Linked DNA regions of Mus musculus: region 2 is linked to region 1. Evidence: chromatin contacts called from public Hi-C data. All regions are on one chromosome and are shown on one strand. Each heading gives the region's core, a stretch centred on a gene start, on an enhancer-like site or on the middle of the called end of the contact. The rest is flanking DNA. Distances are from core to core; before and after follow the strand shown. Region 1 holds the start of Col24a1 (collagen, type XXIV, alpha 1). Region 2 has its middle 15 kb from the start of Gm35187.

What was found. Hi-C and Micro-C count contacts between places; a contact is called where the count stands out from the background.
Region 2: a contact with region 1 is called in a Hi-C map of the N1E-115 cell line, with 6 times the contacts expected there. The contact joins the enhancer-like site here to the promoter of Col24a1 in region 1. A contact is called at or near these places in 6 of 39 promoter capture datasets (the 3T3-L1 cell line, cranial neural crest, hippocampal neurons and 2 more), 6 of 484 Hi-C or Micro-C datasets (the N1E-115 cell line, cortical neurons, embryonic fibroblasts and 3 more) and 1 of 115 datasets of contacts at active chromatin or transcription factors (embryonic forebrain).

The regions. Positions count from the first base shown.
Region 1 is chr3:145,290,187-145,294,358 of GRCm38.p6, reverse strand. It overlaps Col24a1 (collagen, type XXIV, alpha 1), which reads right to left and starts at 1,887. Exons shown (of 60, transcript NM_027770.3): 1 at 1,196-1,887. The coding sequence starts at 1,251.
Region 2 is chr3:145,903,385-145,907,556 of GRCm38.p6, reverse strand. No RefSeq gene overlaps it. Among named protein-coding and RNA genes, the nearest start is that of Gm35187, 15 kb to the right of the region's middle. Within about 2 kb of position 1,871, at least 23 of the 459 cell types and tissues checked have an H3K27ac peak or open chromatin away from gene starts, as enhancers often do. A contact at or near this core is called in the N1E-115 cell line, where this site is marked.

The sequences.
Region 1 (4,172 bases), core at 638-3,137:
CGAGACTCTCTGGGAAGACCACCGGGAGAGCTTCTAGGATCTGGAGACTACTAGACTCCCACCCTGTGAGGACACCACGGGTGTCCGAAGTATATTGGCTTCATTGTGTCTCCAGGTTTGTGCCTGAAGGTGCACATGGCTCTTCAGCAGGGGACATTCACACAAAGCTTGCAGAGATCAGGGCAGAAAGCACAGGAGAGATCCTACACAGGGCTGGGCAGCACATGTGCACCCAACCATTGCCACAAGGCGGGCTTTCTCCACTCACGCCTCCACCAGTGCTCAGCTGACTTGGGCAACTTGGCCCCTGTCCTCCTCCCACCTACAACTCAGCAGCCTTCCTCCCTGTATCTCAGGGATCAGATGCAAACTTGGATAACCCACTGGCCCCTATAGGGGCACCCAGGCAGGCTGCCAACGATCCGTCAAGCCCACACTTTTCCCCAGCGTAGGGATAAGGACAGGTATGGTATCTACAGGGGAAAGAGGTCTGCCTGCACGTCCTACCCTTTCATGCCTTCCAACCCTATCCTGGCTGTGAGCACTACTTCTCCACTGACAGAACGTATGTCAGGGCTAGCTACAACTCCAGATGCGAGAGTTATGTCTGTTGGTCTTCTAAAAAAACAGAGAAAGAATTAAAAGAGGTGACCCCCTCAGATCCTCCGGCTTTCTGGGCTCTGTAGATAGGCATCCTTTCTCACCACCTAAATTTAACCCCAATCCTGTGCTTGCGGAATCCACAGGATTGCTGGTGTCCTAGCAGTCATCCAGGCTGGGTGCCCCAGACAGCTGGAAGTAGGACTTCAGCCAAAACTGAAAGAGGAAAAGGGGAGGGGGTGAGAGGATAGTTGGAGTTAGAGCCCAGGCGGGTGTCAGAGCGGCTCTGCAACCGCCTGGGGCAGTGGCCGAGGGGATGTTGGGACACAGGCCAGCAAGCTTTTCCTCCTCAGCCACAGGATTGCTTTAGCATAAACTGAGACTCGCTGGCAGAAGCTTGCTTCCTTTCAAACACGGTATTTTACAAGTTGAGAAGTCAAGAGGAGGAGGATGCCACGGCAGCTCGCAGGCTCCCTACTCCAAAAGGTACCAAGGAGCACAGATCTCCAGCTCCACTGCGGATTCAGTGGGTGGTGAGAGGGGGTTTGGTCTAAAGCCCCTTCCTCCCCCCTCGGGCGGCGGGTGGGCTACTTACGTTTCTGTGGTGGGGGAGACCTTTCCATGCCTTGTCCTGTAGGCTCCTAAATGCATTTGTATGCATTTGTCCCTGCAGCAAAGCACTAACGGAAAACAGAAGCCAGCTCCGAACTGCTAAAGGTGCAGGTACTGTCCATGAAAAGGGGGAAAATCACATGAGAACCATGCTCCTACCCGCAGAACGGAGTGTAGGGTGGGGTAAGGGATGAAGCAGTATGGGGGTAGGAAGCAGCACCCAGGGAGAAAGATAGCTAGGATGCTCCCTGCCTGACTGCAGCCGGGGTCGCTCTCCCCTGGGGGGACCAGAGGTGAGAGAGACTTCACCCTGAGGCAGTTGGGAGCAGCGGCAACAGCCAGAGCTAGGTTTCCAGAGCAGCCCTGGAGTTCACTTGCGGTTCAAAGGAGACTCCGTGACTCCAGAAGAGCTCTCTGCTTTGGGCCTGGGAGGAGAAAGGCGGGGTGGGAGGTGGGGGTGGGAAGAAGGAGATGAAAGTAGGGGAGGAAGTCCTTGGGAGCAGCCTGCGCCCAAACATTTGTCAAACAAGCACACACACCCACTTGGGAAATCAAGTTGGTGCCGAGGGGGCCGGTGGCAACTGCAGGCGCTTGACTGCCGGCTGCTTCGCCTGGAAGAAGAGGAGCCTAGTAAATCCGGCTGGTGTTAAATTTCACCGCGCACTGACTTGCAATGACGTCACTAAACACGGAGCACACCTCCCCCTCTGCCCCGCAACCTTCTTCCACCCCAGAGCTGCCCCCAGCTGCCCTGGTCCACCAACCTAGCAGGGTCAGGCTGGGCTAGCTGCACCCTGAGCTCTCAAGTGACCTTTTGCCACCCCTTGAGATGTACCCACTTCCTAGCTGTAGGTGATTTGGGGTCACTCCTTCCTCTCTCTCCCTGTACCAGTGGGTTCTCATTTCATGTGTGTCTCTTGCATGCCTCTCCATCCATCAGGCTTTTTCTTTACTATCTTTCTTCACACCTGGGATCCTCCTGAGCTCAGCTAATTTTTTATTCCTTTCCCTGCTTGGGGGGGGGGGGGTCCCAGTGGTCTTAGTAATGAAGCAGACCGGCTTCCGTTGTTGTTGCCTGTCTCTTTCTCCATTAACTGCCCTTCCCATATACTATCTCTAGTGACTTTCCTGTAATTCACCTTTCCACTTAGTCCCTGGGCCTGACTCTGTTACAAGTCTAGATTCGTACTGTGCACTCATGCAAGGACCTGCTATCACACAGCCTTACAACTTACACCTCTGATTGCTGTGACAGGCTTTCAGTCTGAGTTCCTATTTTCAGTCTTTTAATACTGGAAAGTCGAGCTTATGAATTTGCTCATAATAAAAACACTAAATATTCTCATCTAATTTTTCTGACTGATGTTTGTAAATTTAGTGAGACCCACATCTATCTATTCTTTGGCTGTCTGTTATGCTTTTAGCACCTACAACCACGTGACGTGTCTACTGAGGGAGGACCGTGTGTGACAATACCCTTTCTCTACAGTTTCTACTCTCTGCATCCTCAGCTAATGGTCTTTCCATTTGCTGAGCAGGAGCCCGCCTTGGGGCAACAGTGAAGGTTAAAGTCCAACAATGCAAAAATCTGATATTACTCTCATACCATATTTTTTCTCTAGGACTGGACTTTGATCTGCCTTCCTCTTTAATTGCTAACTGTTGATTTTGCAATGATGCTTCATTGATAGAAAAGTAACAAAATATTGGCATTCTTATAGATCCTTTCTCTGTCATGCCTCAAGTTCCCTGTAGAAACTTCTCTGCAGAGTAGGTGTGTACACCCATCAATGCATTGACAGTGGATTCTGTTTCCAAGGAACAGACTATGAAAATGTAGATCAAAGTCGAACTTATAAACCTATGTGCAGAACCACAGGAGACAGAACTCAAAGCACAGTGTAACAACTGAAATGTAAGAGCATCATACAGTATCAGCACTGTCCTAGGTAGATGTACACTTCATTTATCCTCTAAATAAATCCTTTATAATAGCCATTGACTTTTATCTCCATTATACAAAGGAGGAAATTAAGTCAGGAAGAAGTTAAATCCCCTAAGATCATTACACTGATAAGACTCAAACCAGTTCAGACCGGCTTTGGATGCAGTGCAAGTTTCCAATATCCCCTTTTTTCCTTTCTTACTCATTTCTCCCTCCTTCCTCTTTTTCACAAAAGTTTTAAGACAAGGAGTTAGGAAAATCACACACAATACTCTGCCGTGGTTGCTATGAAGATGCAAGATTCTGTGTATAACAGAGGTGATGGATTTGTAACAGTTTGAACCTAATTTGAAACAATTAGTCTTAAATATAAACACTATTTTTTTTTTAGAGATGAGACCCCTTTAAGGAAGAAAACAATTACATTCATGTAATTATTTATCAATAAATGTTTATGCAAAAACATTAGGCTATCAGTAATTCTAGACAGAGTGGAGGAGGAGGCAGGGTAGAGGCAAAAGATCAGAGCTCACTGTTCACGCAGACCAGCGAGTAGGGAGTTCTAAGGTCAGTGAGAGACTGCCTCACAGGATAAGGTGAAAACTTACAGTAGAAGATAGCAGATGTTTAGCTTCTGCCTCCGTACACATATGACACATATATGCACACAAATGCACATATGCGTATGGTATGCACATGCACACACCAAGAAGATAGTATTTTAAAGTGTGCTTATGTGACTAAGGAAAGGTAGATCCTTAAGAGCTAGGCTTCAGGACAGACGGACAAAAGAGGAGTTAGTCAAGCTTGCATAATTACACTGCCGGTGGGGGATGCTATATTTGAGATGTCATGTTGAAAGTTTATCTCAAACAAAAACAAAAAACTTCCCAATGATTTTTCACTCATAATATGTTAAAGCCAACTAGAGCCCTCTACTGGAACAGAGTTCCTGGAGGGGCAGCATTTACATCTAAAGCTAAGAAATGGCAGGATACCTCATCCACATCCAGAG
Region 2 (4,172 bases), core at 622-3,121, 610 kb before region 1:
ACAGGAGGGAACATAAGAACACCCTTTGCACTATTGCACAACGTTTCTGCAAGTCTCAAGATAAAAAATATAAAATGAAGCCTGACATATTCTTTTAGTGTGGATGGTGGTTTTTGCAATTCTGAAGAGAATCGTAAAAGCAGCGTGTATAGCTAGGAGTAGAGCAGCATTTTATTAAAGGACCCTCCCTGGGCAGCGATTTAGTTGTTTCTCTTCTTTATTGGCTCTTAGGACAGCACCACACAGCATGGATTCTCGGACCATGCCTGGTCCCACTACCATCATCATCATCATCATCCTGAACATAGACTTTCTGACAAACATCAATAACTACAACCCTTCCAGATCCAACTCCATCAACGCTCCAATGACTCTTCTCTGCTCACACACACACCCCTGCTGTCGGCTGGCTCCCCAGCCCACCCCCTCTGCTCTTTCAGTTTTTTTTTTTTTTTTTTTTTCGAGACAGGGTTTCTCTGTGTAGCCCTGTCTGTTCTGGAACTCACTCTGTAGACCAGGCTGGCTTCGAACTCAGAAATCTACCTGCCTCTGCCTCTCAAGTGCTGGGATTAAAGGCGTGTGCCACCACTGCCCGGCTTCCCTCTGTTCTTTCAATGTCCACAGGCCACTCTCCATTTCCAGTTGGGTCAAGGTCAAAGAGCCGTGCTTCCAATGGCAGTAGATGTCCGGCAGGTATTGAGGTTCAAGCAGATACGCCTCAGGATTTAATATCTGTTCTCCAGCCAACAGCACGTGTGACATTCTCAGCGGCATGGACTCTGAACAGGTGGCTGTCCCATCTGTCTTTCAACAGATCAGAGGGAACGGTGGCAAAGGGCAAGGCTGGCTTGTAATGAGGGCACCTCTGGCAAGGAGATATCCACCCCTACTTTCTCTGTTGGATGGCAATATTGTTAAATCTCTGCTCCCAGTCTCTAGTCTCTCCTAAGCAGGGTACTGTGTTCCCCGCTGTCTCATTCTTTGAAGCACAGCTCGTGTGTTTGGAGTCTTGGTTCTTAGCTGGTGGAGACATTTTAGGAAGCTGTGGAACCTTTGAGAAGCAGGGCCTAGCCGGAGGACGTGGGCCACTGAGGGGAGTGGCCTGAGCTTTGAAGTCCAGCCCAGTTCTGGCTTCACCTCTCTTCCTCTCACTCTCTTTCCCTTTCCCCCTTCCCCTCCCTCTCTCTCTTCTCCCTCCCTCTCTCCTTCCTGAATGCTGGTGTGAAATAGCCACCTCACTCTCTTGCTTCTACAACCACAAGCCATGGTTATAAATATAAGCCATTCGTGAGAAGTCGTGATCCCATTTCCTCCTCCTCCTCCTCCTCCTCTTCCTCCTCCTCCTCCTCCTCCTCCTCCTCCTCCTCCTCCCTCCTCCACTCCTTATCTCCAGCCTCCTTGGTGTTGTAACTATTTCTTGAACACCACCAGCCTAGGCATTCTATGTATACTGGCTCCTGTCTAACTTCCATCCTAACCAGGAGGTCGGCACTATGTATCTACCGTATAAGTCTTTACTAGTGTGTGCCTTCCTGTCTCAAGCTGTAAGAATCTTTCTAGATGATTCTAAATTGTGTTAAGCTGACAATTAGAGCTATCACCAAGATCACAGGTGGCTTTTGTGCTCTCCATGTCTTGAGATAGCCCCAGGCCTAGGCACATCCTGACAGCTTCCTGCCCTCCCCTGGTCCTCTTGGTGCCACGTTCCTGGGTCTCAGCAAAGTAGAAGTAAGGAAAGGCAAACAAAAGGCAGATTTCTCAGCTTCACTGCGAAGCAGATTTCTTGCAGGTTAGTTCTTTGGTGTTGGGTAGCGGTTCTAGTCCTTTCTTGCTTCTCTGGACCAAGAGAGTCACCGAGAAAACAAGTATGCCACCACCAGAGGGCGCTGCGACCACACAATTTTTTTTTTTCTGCAAAAACTGACCTCTGCAAACATAGTTTAGATTTCTTTTGTTTCTGAGGAGAAATTAAGGGTTGCCCGTGGTGGTGGCAGTAGTGGGGGCTGGGCAGGCGGTGAGAGGGCAGGCGGTGAGACACGAATTAATACGGAGAAGCAGAGATGGGAAGTGTAGCAAACACTCTGCAGGTGCCTTGCTGTGTCATTATTTGAAATTTTCAACTCTGTTGGAACACTTGCTTTCAATATCGAGCAGAGGACGATGCTGAGGAGAAGGGCTGTGCTGCCGAACAGAACTGGGTGACAGCCCCAGATCTATGCTCAGTAAATCTGTGACTACCCATGGGGGCCAACGAGGCCTGGAACTTTCTGTGTAGACAAGGCTGGCTTCAAACTCGGAGAGATTGGCCTGTCTCTGCCTCCCCAGTGCTAGGATAGTAACACCGTGCTGCTAGACCCTGTGGCCGGCCCCTAGTTTTCTCAACAACGCCATGAGGCATTTGTGAGAATTAAAGGAATGAGGTTATAACATGTCCTGGTCCCAGAGAGCCACAAGAGTGCAGCGCTATGACAATGATATATTACTTAAACCTTAAAAACAATCCTGTGTACATGTGTGTGGTATGCATGCAAGTGTGTGTGTGTACATGTGTGGGTACAGGTGTATGAGGCGTGTGTAGGGCCCAGATTAACCCTGGGAGTTTTCCTCTATCACTTTACACCCTATTCGTAGAGGGTGGGTCTCTCAGTAAGATCTAGAGCTCACTGGTAGAGCATCTAGCCAGCCAGCTTACCCCACGCGGTGGTTAGCTTTAACTGCCAACCTGATGTAGCCCAGGGTCATCTGGGAAGGGAGTCTCAATTGAAGGAGTAGCCGAATCACATTGGCCTGTGGGGATGTCTGTGGGGGGTTGTCTTTGTTCTTAGTTGCTGTAGGGGAGCCCAGCCTACTGTGGCCTGTGGTCCCGGGTTGTCTAAGAAAGCTAGGTAAGTGTGAACCCATACGGGAGCCAGCAAGCATTGTTCCTTCATGGTTTCTGCTGCAAATTCTTGCTTGGGTTCCTGCCCTGGCTTTGCTCCGTGACTGACTGTGATCCAGAAGTGTAAGTCAAATAAACTCATTCCTCCCCTAAGCTGCGGGTCTCAGTGCTTCATCGTGATAGCAGAATAAGGACACCAGGACACTGTGCCAATCCCGTCTCTACCTTCTGAGCATGGGAGTTTCAGGTGGGCAGTCATGCCTACTCGGCATTCCCGTGGGTGCTGGGGTCCACACTCTGGCCCTCGTTCCTAACCAGCAAGTGTTCTAACCATTGAGCCATCTTTGCAGCACATTGACAGGTTTTGGCTTTATGTGGCTCAAGAAGGCCCCAGCTGTGGCTTATTGTGGCCTGCGGTCCAAAGCTGAAGAGCTGGTATGAGAAGGAGTACACGTATGTAGGGGAAGGAGTGCATTTTGGAGAGTGGGATGGAAGAGAGCAAGCTACGCCACGGAAGAGCCACTTGCTTCTTTAGATCAGTGTCCACCCTGGCAGGAGGGGCCCAGCAAGAATCCACCTGTGATGCTGCATTTGAGAACCCAAGAGCCGGGCTGCTATGCTGTCACAGGAACTTGGCTTTCCTGGTACTTGAGTTCTAGAAAATGGAAAAGGAGTGCTTGCTCTTTTTTTCTTCCTTCCTTCCTTCCTTCCTTCCTTCCTTCCTTCCTTCCTTCCTTCCTTCCTTCCTTCCTTCCTTTCCTGTCTTTATGTCTTTCTTTCTTCCTTTCTCTCAAGGACTGCAATGCTAAGAGGCATTCCACAAGCAATCATTCACAAAGTCCTATTTTCAGGGTTGGACTCTGTCAATGCATTTTAACCACAAAAGAGAAAGAATTCTAATTGGAGGGTAGGGTAGTTTCAGGAATGGCGGTTTCTGCGCTGTGTAGTGGCAGGTGCTGGTGAGAAGCTGATTAATCCCATTCAATAAATAAGAGGTTGCGTTGAGCAGCGGCACGCTGGGTACCAAACACTTAGGTATAATTCCTCTTATTTCATGCCCTCATACCCTTTGAGGTATGCGAGGGACGGAGTGTTAACTAAGATTCGGTTTTACTTTGTGTGTATGTGTGTGTATGCTTCTGTGTTCTGCCGTGTGTGTGTGTGTGTGTGTGTGTGTGTGTGTGTGTTATATGGGCACATGCATGTTTAGGTACGCTTGCCCGGTGTATGCGTGGAGACCAGAGGGGGCTATCGGGGGACATTAGCTCTTTTGCTCTCTCTCCTTTATTTCTTG